2 separate regions of the Gossypium hirsutum genome follow, and region 2 is linked to region 1. The links are chromatin contacts, called in public Hi-C maps. All regions are on one chromosome and are shown on one strand. Each heading gives the region's core, a stretch centred on a gene start, on an enhancer-like site or on the middle of the called end of the contact. The rest is flanking DNA. Distances are from core to core; before and after follow the strand shown. Region 1 holds the start of LOC107916008 (phylloplanin). Region 2 holds the start of LOC107916181 (peroxisomal fatty acid beta-oxidation multifunctional protein MFP2).

Region 1 (6,554 bases), core at 1,632-4,131:
GTGATTTTTTAGGGCTTATTAATTGTTGTTTACTTAGATTCTTGATTGATTTGAACGCGGGCTTATTTGGTGAGGAGATGATATTGTTAGGTTTGTCATGAATGAGGTCATGGTAGTGGTGAAGGTGTTAGTGGATGAAATGAAGACGATGGGTGGTGGTGGAGGGTTTTGATAGTTAGCATATGGTATGTGTTTATGGGTTTTGGTTATAGGCAATGACAACTTTCGACTTTTTGCTTCTTTCTTCATTGCTAATTCAACTTCCTAATACATTAAAAGAAATGGAGAAAGTAGGAAAACAGAGAGAGAAGCAGAAAATAATAGAAAAAAAAGGAAAGTTAAAAGATCATAAAACAGAAAATTAAATTGCTCAAAGCGAAAAAAATATGGGGACCAATTGTAAAATTTAACCTAAATTTTTGTTTGAAATGATGATTTTTAATGTGTCACGTTAGCTTACTAATACACCGTTAACAATAATTAATAGCTCAGTGACTAAAATGTTACAACATGATAACGTAAGTGACTAAAATGTAATATTTCAAACATAAGTGACTTAAATGTAACCCAAAGTAAACAAAAATGACCATGGGTGTAGTTTACCCTATTACTTATTTAATAGAAACTCAACTAAAGGATTTGATTACGATAAATGTATTGGCGGCGAATGCAATCAAATGAGATTTACTCCTTATAAAACCGACAATAGTATTAGCTTTTTTTCTTTTGTGTTTTTATAACTCAAACTAAATGTGAGAAGTAGAAGTGGTGCAGCAAAATTTAATTTTTTTTATTTGAATAAAAACTTTGCTTTAGTATATATAGGATGCTTCCACATTTATGAAAAGTTGCAATTACTAACATTACAAATTATGGAGTTCAGAAATGATGAATCTCAAGTGGCAAGAGTCGTCAAAATGCTATCTTGTCGATGGAACCATAACCACCCCCACTCTTTGGAAGTGATAGATCAGCAGAAGAACCATCGGATAGGAAAAGCCCAACCAAAATAGGGCAGATGGTTGCTAGAGCAAGCCCATCGAGAGAAGATAAAGGTCAAATCAAGGCCACAAATTATTATTCCAAATCAAACCTCTTCATGTTGAAAAAACTATCGATGATCGTCAAAGGAGGTGGAAGTAAGGACGATGAGAACCACAGGGGTGGCAATTGCTCGCCATACCGCCAACCAACCGACTGCCTTGGACGAATGGAAGTTGTTGCTAAAAACGGAAGCCAATTTGAAGGTGGGTTGGAGAGATTGGGCTTAACAAGTTAATCGGTGATAAATTGAATTAAATGTTTCAAAATTAAATACAAAATTTTATAACCATTATAATTTATTTGGTATATTAATATAAATTAAATATAGAATATAATTATATTGTTTGTAATTATAAATATATATTGGTTTCATAAATTATTATTTTTTATCATAATAAAATATTTTATTTTAATTTTATTAAGGTTATATTTGATAAACTAAAAATTAAGTATTGAGAAAATAAGTATAAAAAATTTAAATATTGAGTTTAAGTTATAAAATTTGTTTGGCATATTATTTAAAATTAAATATTGAGTATAATTATATTATTTTATAAAGGATAATATAATCTTAAATGAAATAAAATAAAATAAAAATCATTGAATTTATTCTAGTAGGTTATAAGTAAGAAGTAGGTTTTTACTTTTTTTGTAAAAGAAATTTATTTAGTATTTTTTATTGTGAGTTATCAAACCTGTTTAAAAAATTAAATTTCAGTTGTTTGAATATTTTCAATTTTTTATCAAACATGGCCTAATATAATATTTTATATTGGTTATGATAATTGTAGATAAAAATTAAATATGATAACTTTTTTATTTATTTAAAAAACAAAGAGATAATTTATATTAAATTTAAAATAAAATCAATTTAACATTTTAATATTAAATGTTAACATTTTTTTTAAAAAAAAAGTATTAATTGAAATTTTAATATAATTATCTTGAAAGTTGTCGTTTTCAATATAATAAGTATTATCAAACACAACTTTATTTATTTCTCGAAACATAGCAAGATTACATTGGGACTTTACTTACATGACAAAATGTAAGTTTTATTAAGAATTACAGACATTGTTATAGCCCCACATTTGTATCTATTATAAGCCAACAATAATTATACGACAAAGAGCGACGCTATAGCCACATTCAACATTCAAAACGACCACCTTATTTATCACTTGTTCAATGGATGTTCTTGTTCTAGTTTTCGAGTTTTATCATGCTCGTAAAAACCCGAACCCGGTTGGGATGATGTTGGTGATGTTCAAGAGTCCAGCAACGGTGCTTCCGATGACTTGTAAGGTTGAAGACAATCCCCCGATGGATGGAAGGGAGGTATTGCAATTGGAGAGCGGAGTTTTTACGGCTAAGTTGCAATTGTTGATCAATGAAGGGACAAGGAATTGCAATGGATCTAATAATATGGAGAATATGCCAGATCCATTTGTTGTTGAACTCGAAACCACGTTTCCACCACCCTGAAGTTGCACCAATGCATCTAAGACACATTTATACCAAATACATATATAACTCAGCATTTGTAATCATTTTCTCGGGAAAATATAATGATATAAAAGTAGAAGCTTACAAGGGAAAACTGGGGTTGCAGTGCCGTTTACACCAATGTTGCCATCGACAGTGCAAAATACAGTCCCTTGGATCCTAATCAAGCCAAGGAGGCCGCTAATGAGGCCACCTAGTTGAGCTTCAGCAATTGGAGGTATCAATGCCATTGCAGCAACCAAGAGACAAACCAACATAAGTGTTTTCAAGGCCATGAAGTTTTGGGTTAATTAACCGACTTAATCAATGAAAATGATTCACTCTTGCAGCTGTGATGTTCGACAACCCTAGTTATTTATAGGCAACTTAGAGGGCAAGTTGGTGCTAAAATCTTCCACACAAGTTGGGGACCTTCACCATCAGCACCATGCACGCCACCATTGTAGGCTTCACCTACGTGGGGGCTAAACCTTGCCCCCTAGACTTTGGCATAGCTTAACATTGTTGTTGGAAAAAAAAAAACTCACTTAGAAAAGAAAAGAAAAAGCAATTGAGAAGTGATGTGAGATTTTCTAATATAGGCATTACTATGAAAAAAAAACGGCGAGAAGATAAAATGGGTAATAAAGGACATCATTTAAAAAAAAAATTGTTAGATTATAAATAATCTATATCTATTATTTTTAATTCTAAAATGAGTTGAATTCACTGAACATTAATTTAATTAAGAAAAAAATTTTAAAGCATATCTTTAAAAAAAATAATGAATATTATTATAAGAAATATTTTTTCTAATTCTAATTCTATATGGAATCTATAAAATATAATTTAAAACCAGAATAAATTTTAAAAAAAACTATATATATATATTAAGATTTGAAGGCAGGACAATAAATTTTCTAGACCTTCAATTTTATTATCTCAATCAAAGTTTAAGCAATATTTTATACAACATTTTGTAAATATATTTTCCACAAATATCATGGGTGTGCTATAATTTTGTGCTATAATTTAGCAGTTACTGAAAGTAATATGTATGAAAATTAATTTTGAAAAAAAATATAAAATTGTTTTAAAATTCTTTAGAGAAAAGAATAAAATTACTTCATCTAATAATATTATTATTTTAATAATTCTACAATTTTTTAAAAATTTGATTATTTAATGATATGGATAATCATCAAATATCAATGGAAAGTAAAAATTTTACAAGTCGGGTTAGAATGATAATAAGTGTCCTATTTATTTATTTATTTTCATAATAATAAATTTAGTTCCCTAATGTTCACTTTTTCCATTTTAGCACTGACTCTATTTTGATCGCCCTCAACCTTCAAATTTTAGTCAAATTATTATTTTTTGCAGAGAAAATTTGACTAAAATTGTTAAATTTTAATGACATTGGTGCGGCAGCTCGCATGACAATCTATGTGTACTTTATATAAATTCAAAAAATATATAAAATGTTTGAAAATTAAAAAAATTCATAAAAATTACAAATTTTCGTATCACTATTGTTAAAATTTTAACAATCCAATCAATTTTTAATTTAAAAAATAACAATTTAAATAAAATTTGAAAGTTGAAAACTAAATTGGTTCAAAAAGAAAAGAATTAAGGTTAAAATGAAACGATAGAAATTAAATTTATTATTATGCATTTTTCTTTAGATTTTAAAATATATCCTATAATGCACTTGTCATGTTTGTAAAATTTTTAGTTTACATAAATAATATTATATCAAATAATTTCCATTAATAGTATTGTTATTACAAAAAAAAAATAATTACCCTTAATGATAGAACTATTGGAAAGTAAAATTTTCACAAATGGAATTAAAATGGTGATAAATTTATTATTCAAGAGACAATGGCGATATCTGAAACAAGGTTTCAGCTCATTTAGCATTCAAAATTTCCATTTCCTAATGTACTTTACAGCTTTCCCTTATTGTTTGGAAACTGTGTTTTTTTTAATAATAATAAAATCCAGTTGTCCCATCCAAAATATATATATCTGAGGCATTTGTATGTTAGTTATGAAAATTTTGACTTCAGCCGATGGAACATAAATCCAAAATTGTTTCTACCCCTAACAAAATTACATCTTTAATAGCCTTTTCTCTTTATTTAAGTATATATTTATAATTTTTATGTTTATATTTAGAATTTGTTGCTGTCTCTTTCAACAATGTTAAACTTGCATTTTCCTTTAAATTTAGAATATATATTTTTCATTCCACTTAAACCACAATTTAAGAGAACTTAAAAAGAGAAAAAAAAGCTTTGTTTAACTATGTGTATAACATATATATATATAAATCAACATAATAAACACACCTTCATTCCTTGGCTTATCTTTTTTTCTTTCACTAATGCAAAAGCAGTGTGAGGACTCTCTATTCTATATGTAGTGAAGTTGCAGAAGCTAAGAGAAGTTTGGCCTTTGTATCCCGATTGATTGAAAAAGTTTATAGATTGGTCCATGTGTAGCTATCATTTTTTCCTCTGAAATCTCTAGTTTTCCTTGTGGGTTAGGGCAGAATATTGAGATGGCGACAAGCATCGAATAAGTTGCTTAATTTGGCAATAATCTTAGTTTCAACCATTAGACTAAAGAGAAGCTAGCCAAGTGGACCATTACAGAACCCCCCCACTTGTGTTCCATTGCTTTGAAATGCGGATTCATGAAATATCATGGCTGCTAATGACACAAAATGCTATTGAATCTCCATATTTGATCAAGAGATAATGAGTCAACGGTGGGCAGAGTGGCTCACATATAACCAATGGGATAGAATACTGAATTTATGATTAGCCCTTTAGTACAACATAAACAGAAATTCCATTATACTGAACCACATAAACAGGAATTCCAATGCATTGGCTAAATGGTACAACATGGACACCACATCCGTTCAAGCTTTTCTAAATTCTACCGCAACTAAGGCACAATGCATTAAAATTTACCCTTATTCTGTAGAAACAAGACCATATTGTAAACAGAATTCTAGATAATACGCATTAACACCATCATCATCGGATAAGTTGCTCACTTAACGTACTTTGCAAACCACTCCAGCATATCTTGATGAGCTTCATTAGCGCATGACACAGCTGTTGTATCATTGACATCGTATCTGACCGTCCATCCATGGGCACATTTAGGAAATATCTTCACAAATCTATCAACCTGCAAGAGAAAGATATTGTTTTGTAACAAAGATAAAAGTGTGCTTGTTCCATACAGAACATTATTTAACATTAAGGAAACTCTGGTGAAGAGTATATGTAGCCAAACACAGGGTCACTTGCACCCCTTGGGTTGAAGGTAAAGAGGGAACCCGGAAAAAGCCATACTCAAAAGACCGAGTAATTGGCATAGTATTTTGATTAGTTGATAAGCGTGACTATTTGGCATGCAAGGCAATAAGAGAAAAGGCACGTGTGACTCTAATATGGTATTTAAGTCACAAACAAGTACAAAAGATGAGAAATGTGGGACTTATAACACCTCATCTAAATAGGAACCTGGCAAAATAAGCATAGGACAGGCTACTGAATGGAGCAAACAAGAAACATAACATTGATATCAAGTTAAAGAAAATGCAATTTTTCACCAGTCTTAGGTTCATTCAATAAAGATAACAGACAGTATGACACCAGGCATTGGGCCTTCATACCTCACTCGCTTTTAATATCTCATCAAACTGTTTTACAAGTTCTGGGGGAGACAAATTGTCAATCTCAGCTCCCAATATCGCAATGGGCACCTTCACACCTGCAAGAATTTACACATAATCAAATATTACTAAGCTAAACTTGCCCCTACCACAGACACCACACAAAAGCATGATAATGGGTGAAAATACCCTCTTAAGGAATCAACTAATAACTGCAACCAAACCCAAAACTTCAATTTTTGCATATCATAGAGATAGTTTCATGATATAGATAATGTGGAAAAACACTAAAGTAATCACCATACAAGGCCGTGAGTTTCTG
Region 2 (6,554 bases), core at 2,582-5,081, 210 kb before region 1:
TACCTAAGCTAGAAATGGTACATTGATAAAGTTCTTTGCAGGTTCAATATGCAGAGTGCTAAGCTTGTTAGTACTCTTTTAGCAGCCCATTTCAGACTTTCATAGGCTTTGTCTCCACAATCAAATGATGAGATTGACTACATGTCACATGTTCCATATTCTAGTGCAGTAGGATCTCTTATGTATGTTATGGTTTGCTCACGTCCAAATTTATCATATGTAGTTAGTGCAGTTAGTAGATACATGGTGAATCCCGGTAAAGAACACTGGAAAGCAGTTCAATGAATTTTGAGATACTTACGAGGTACTATTAATGTTTGCTTTCAGTTTGGAAGAAATAGAGATGGAGTCATTGCGTATGTTGATAATGATGTTGCTAGAGACCTTGATAAAAGAAGATATCTCACAGGTTATGTCTTTACAATTAGGGGCTGTGCAATCAGTTGGAAAAGTCACTTTGTAAACTAATGTTGCTTTGTCTACCATTAAAGTTGAGTACATGGCGATTACTGAGACTTGTAAAGAAGTTATTTGGTTAAAGGGGTTCTTTAGTGAACTAAATGATGACCTTCAAATCAATCCTGTATTTTCTAACAGTTAAAGTGTCATATTCCTTTATGAATGATCAAATGTTCCATGAGAGAACAAAGTACATTGATATTCGGTATCATTTGTTCATGATATTATTGCTCGTGTTCATATTGTTGTAAGAAAATTAGTACTCATGATAATCCTGCAGATATGATGACTAAGTCACTTCCTATAACCAAGCTTGAGCATTGCTTAGACTTGGTTGGTGTTCATTGTTGAAGATAAACTCTTAAGGGGTTTCTTAGAAGAGGTAGAGAACTTGTTCGTTGAGAGTTCATGACAAAGAATTTGTTCATTGAGAGTTCGTGACAAAGAATTTGTTCGTTGAGAATTCGTGTCAATGTGGAGATTGTTAAAAGTTGTGTGACCCAAATTCCTATTAAAAATAAAATACAAGTGGCACGATAGGGGGATCTACGAAGGCTGTAGCCCATTGTAGATCCCAAATAAGCAACCTCTATTTGATGTTGACTAGAATAAGATGCTTTAATCTTACTACATTACTTCTATTTGACTTTAATTAGAATAAGGTTTTTAAACCTATAAATAGACGTAATCGTCTCTCCTCTTATATCATTCGAATTCGACATAGTGAATTTTCTTCTCCTCTACCTGTGGTTTTTCCCAAAAGGGTTTCCACGTAAAATTCTGTGTGTTCTATTTTTCTCTCTTTCTTTGCGATTCATTGTCATTATCGACGTTCAATTTCACACCATACATTGTTCAAACTAATACAGTCCTAATTAGATAGAACGAACTAAATTATAGATACAAACTAAGAATTCACTTGTGAAAAAAAATTAATTATTTCAAATTATTACCAAAACAATATGTATAGATGAATATGATTGGAACCGCTATTAGTAGTTAAGTAGATCCAATTACTTGAATTGACTAGAAAAATCTTATGTAATTAAACATTTTTTATTAAAATTTATGCCAATGAAATTTGAATTAATAATAAACTCCCTATAAATCATATTCTAATTTTAGTCCATCTAAAATTACTAAAATTACTAAAATTATTCGATCTATAAAAAATAAATTAAATGTTGGTAAATATAAGAGTGACTGTTATTAATTGCCATCCTAATAATTTTAGTTTAGGGGTTGGCTCTTGGCTCTTTTAGTAGTTTTTGTTGGAGTTAGTGAAAGATTCGTATTTTCTTAAGTCGATTGTGACTTATTTTAATGACGTGGTTTATCGAATTTAAATTAATTTATTTATGTTTATATCTAATTTAAAAGATTTAACATTTAGTTATTTGGGAAAGACAAGATGATGAGTGTTGAATTTAAAGCAGCAATTTAAGAGATCCATCTTACTGGTTAATATAGCTTGTATCCATGATGTTTCACGTTTTTTTCGATATTATTTTCTAAAATATTCTGGAAAAAATTATACGAAATAAAGACATTACGTCATTTTATATCTCTTATTAAGGAAAAAAAATTATATGAAACAAAGATATTATATCATTTTATATCTTTTATTAATTATTTAATGTCATTTCAATATTTTTTCATGTAATTAATACATCATTTTAGTAATTTTTTAACTTGAATCTTGTACCCTAAATTTTTTAACTTGAATCTTGGACCTTAAATCCTAAATTTTAAACTTGAGTCTAGGATTTCAAGAACCAAGGTATAAGGTTTAGGATTCAAAGTTTAAGATTTAAGGTCCAAAATTTAAGATAAAAAATTATTAAAATAATATATTAAGGACATAAAATCCCTTTATTTTATACAATCTTTCCCGTTGTGATTTCGTTTTTGTTCAAAATTTATTTCTAACATATTTGAGTTTTCCCCACTCCTTTCCTTTGATGGTAATATTTTATATATAAATAAAATTATATTTTTGGAAAAAAAAAGGTAAAGTGGGTTCGAGAATGAAAGCGACCAAGTCCAGGGGTTTTAATACTTTGGAATTATCATAATCCAACTACCTTTGTTTTCTTCGACTTATCTCTCTCTCCGCCAAATTTCCCCTACTTTGCATTTTAATATCTTACCCTAAAGATAGCCGGTAGAAAATTGACACCTCGCCCAAGCTACCTAGGTGACACTTAGCCAGTTCTTCATTACTTTTAAAAAAAAAATTTGAGAAGTGTTTTTGAAAAGTTTAGTTTAAAATTTGAGTGTTTAGCATTGCTGTCAAAAAGTACTTTTGAGAAATAAAATGTTCATTTTAGACATGTTATTATCAAGTAACAAATATACATTTAAATAATATTTAAATTAATTAATATTATTATATTTTAGTAATAATATAAAAAAATTATTATAACTTATTAATATTTTAATATATGAAATATAAATTGTAAATATTTTTAAGCAATAAATATTAATTATTTATAAAATTTAATTAGAATATATAAACTATATTTTAAATATTTAAATATAACCATTGAATATTTGTAATTAGTATTTTAAAAAAATATTTTTTATTTTTAATTAATGATTTTAACACAATTGTAATTAAGCACCAAGAAAAAAAAAGAAAAATATTATGTTATTGGAGGGGTAAAAAAATAATTAAGCACTAAAAGTACTTTTGGGAGAAAAAAAGCTAAAATTTTTAGTTTCTGAAAAGGAGCTGAAAAATGCATTTTTGAAAAGCTAAAAATTTCAGCCAAAAGTAATTTGTTCTTCACAGCTTTTCTTTCAAAAATACTTTTAGAGTCAAAAGTTCTTTTTTTAAGCAATAAAGAACTGACCCTTATTTGCAAAATGAAGTTATTCATGCATCGAGTTAAATTGGATTAAATTTAAATTGAATTTAAATATGATTTTAATATATTTTATATTTAATATATTAGAGAATTAGTTTCACTACGAATTTGGATGGGTTTGAATGAAAATGATGCGTTTAACTTACCTTTTGTCTCACGCTATAATATCGCTATAGTCTCTAATCTCACCGCCACCATTATTTTTACATAAATCATAGTTAAATACATCCAAACTCACCCTCAAATAATTAACTTCCACTAAACTTAGAAGAAAATTGTATCTAAAAAACAAGATTTTCGTTTTTGATATAGGGGCAGTATTATTCTCTTAATTTGATTTGTGATGTATAGCAAGTAATGTAGTGAAAAAGTTTAACTCAATAAGATGTATTACCATTTTTCAATTTCATTTATGAGAATTAAAGGGTTGTGCTATCAATAAACATAAATTAACTATGATTATAGTTGTCCTCAATAAATATATAAAATGAGAGTGGAACAGCAAACAAATATGGTTGGATGAAGACAGCATGCAGGCGTTGGAACTCAACCAAGCAACTTTGAGACCAACGAAGCAGTTCAAAGATTTGGAGAAGCAGTTCAAAGATTTGTAGCAGCAGTTGATATAAAGCTACTAACTTGGGTTTCCCCGTACACTCTTTTCTTCAAACGTCACTCCCTCCTCCGCCTTCTTACACGACACCTCCTTAAATGAAATCGTCGCCCCAACTAACTCCTTTTATAATTTTTATTATTAATTAATACCCATTGTTCGACTCCAAATTTTTATTAAAAATAAATAAGCAAAGAGTGATAATGGGGAGCAATAACAATGGAAGAACAACCCTTGAAGTTGGAGCTGATGGAGTTGCTGTTATCACCATCATCAATCCTCCTGTCAATTCTCTTTCTCCTGATGGTACCCCCCCTTTTCATTTTCTTCTTTCTTTATCTTACCTTTTTGCCTCTTGATTTTGAGTTATGGAATTTGGGATTTCTTTGTTATTTATGACCCACAATTTTTCTATGCAAATTATTTTATAAAGTTTTGGTTGTCTTTTTGGGGTTCGTTAGCAAAAGAATTGTATTGGGTTTTATTTAGCTGCAGAGGAAAACAGATGTATTTATCAACTTGATATTCATTTTTCTTGCAAAGATTGGAATTTAGAGGGCTTATACTTGAACCATGTTGACCTACAATTCTCTTACATGGTTCTGTGTTGGTCGGTTTGCAAATAGATAAAGAGAGTGTTAGATAGAGCTGTAGAAAAACTCCAGATTATGTACTTATATTCGGTAATAGAGAAAGAGAGTGTTAGATTTTAAAAGAAAATTGTGAAGCATAATTGGGGTTCAAAGGCAAATTTGGATCTATAATTTCATTGTTCTTTTTTTTGCTTGGTATATTGCTCAAATTAGGTTATATGGTTACATGAAAACAATAGTCATCATTCTTCCCCCACAATTACATTTTAATGATTTTGTATATGTCAGAAGATATGCAATTGATCTCCCTTGCCTTTGTGTGTCCTCCTCACAGTGTTGCATAGCTTAAAAGAGAGTTATGACGAGGCCCTACAAAGAGACGATGTGAAGGCCATTGTTGTTACAGGTAAGTTCAAAGAGATCACTCCTTAAAATTAAAGGAAAAGAGGTGTATAGATATTGTCTCTGTTACTGCTTTTCCAAAAAGACTGGAATTGGTTATTGAGATGCTTTTGTGAGCAGGTACAAATGGAAAATTTTCTGGTGGTTTTGATATCACATCTTTTGATGGAATGCAATCAGGAAAAGGTATGCACAGTAGTCCTTTATGTATATATATTGCATTGGCTTGAAATTGATGGGTTGGTAGTATTTTCCAGTGGAGCAGCCGAAGCTTGGTTTTGTATCAGTTGAGATTGTCAGTGACACTTTAGAAGGTAATTACCGTATAATGATTTCTAAAACAGAAAGCATTTCAAAGTTGCATGGATCTGTGTTGACTCTAGATACTTTGTACTTCAGCTGCAAAAAAACCATCAGTTGCTGCCATTGATGGTCTTGCCTTAGGTGGGGGTCTAGAAGTTGCAATGGTCGGTATTTTATTTAACTTCAGAAATCTCTTATTTTTGTTGGAAAGAAAATATCTTTATAGTTTTTTTCCTTTCAGGCATGTCATGCGAGAATATCGACTCCTACAGCACAATTAGGCCTGCCTGAACTTCAACTTGGGGTTATTCCTGGGTTTGGAGGTTTGACTCTTTCATTTCTTCAGCTTGGGGTAATTCCTGGCTATATTGGCATTATTTATATTCTGCTTTCTGCTCCTAAATGGGCTCAGGTACACAGCGGCTTCCACGACTTGTTGGTCTCACGAAGTCCCTTGAAATGATGTTGGTATGTGGTTAGATCAGTATTCTTTTTTCTTACATCAGGCTTTGGTATGATTTGATATGGTTACTATATTAATATCTCTGTTCATTGACTGAGCACTTTCTTCTTCCCTTCTTTCCCTTAAATAGACATCTAAGCCTGTTAAAGGTGAAGAGGCAGTTGGATTGGGTCTAGTCGATGCTGTCGTTTCATCTCATGAGTTGATAGAGACTGCACGTCGTTGGACACTAGATATTTTAGCACGAAGAAAACCATGGGTTGCTACTCTCTACAAAACTGAAAAGCTAGAGCCCCTTGGGGAAGCCCGGGAAATATTTAACTTTGCTAGAGCACAGGCTCGGAAGCGAGCTCCAAATCTCAAACACCCCTTGGTTTGTATTGATGTTATTGAAGAGGGTATAGTTGCTGGTCCTAGGGCAGGGCTGTGGAAGGTCACTGCTTATCCCCATTACGGTTTTAATACATTTTCAATTATCTTTTTTTTACAACTAAAAGTCAACTTCATAACGACACATTTGATATTGGCAGGAGGCTGAAGCTTTCCAAGTACTTCTTAAATCTGACACCTGCAAAAGCTTGGTTCACATCTTCTTTGCTATGCGCGGAACATCTAAGGTTCAAAGGATAATTACTATTCGGCACTGGTTTTTCGTTCTATCCCTTCATACATACCTTTAATAGATTCTGCAATCGAATGTTGATTAGAGATATGATTTTAGAATTTTAGAACTCACCTCCTTATTTTGTAGCTAAGGTGAAGTCTTTTTCACTTTTCATATCAGCTAGCCTGATCCAAAACATATCTTTGATCAAAATCATCTCTCTCTCTCATCATTGATGTTCATAGTG

What was found. A called contact is a pair of places that touch in the nucleus more often than the background predicts.
Region 2: a Hi-C map of leaf shows a contact between it and region 1, with 3 times the contacts expected there. The contact joins the promoter of LOC107916181 here to the promoter of LOC107916008 in region 1. A contact is called at or near these places in 4 of 34 Hi-C or Micro-C datasets (anther and leaf).

Annotation. Positions count from the first base shown.
Region 1 is chrD10:50,044,712-50,051,265 of Gossypium_hirsutum_v2.1, reverse strand. LOC107916008 (phylloplanin) reads right to left here and starts at 2,881. Exons shown (of 2, transcript XM_016845175.2): 1 at 2,636-2,881; 2 at 2,020-2,545. The coding sequence starts at 2,825. The coding sequence ends at 2,265. It overlaps LOC107916174 (endo-1,3;1,4-beta-D-glucanase), which reads right to left. Exons shown (of 7, transcript XM_016845323.2): 6 at 6,233-6,330; 7 at 5,333-5,742. The coding sequence ends at 5,602.
Region 2 is chrD10:50,255,667-50,262,220 of Gossypium_hirsutum_v2.1, reverse strand. LOC107916181 (peroxisomal fatty acid beta-oxidation multifunctional protein MFP2) reads left to right here and starts at 3,831. Exons shown (of 18, transcript XM_016845329.2): 1 at 3,831-4,248; 2 at 4,870-4,941; 3 at 5,058-5,123; 4 at 5,195-5,251; 5 at 5,337-5,404; 6 at 5,482-5,563; 7 at 5,653-5,708; 8 at 5,834-6,136; 9 at 6,234-6,320. The coding sequence starts at 4,146.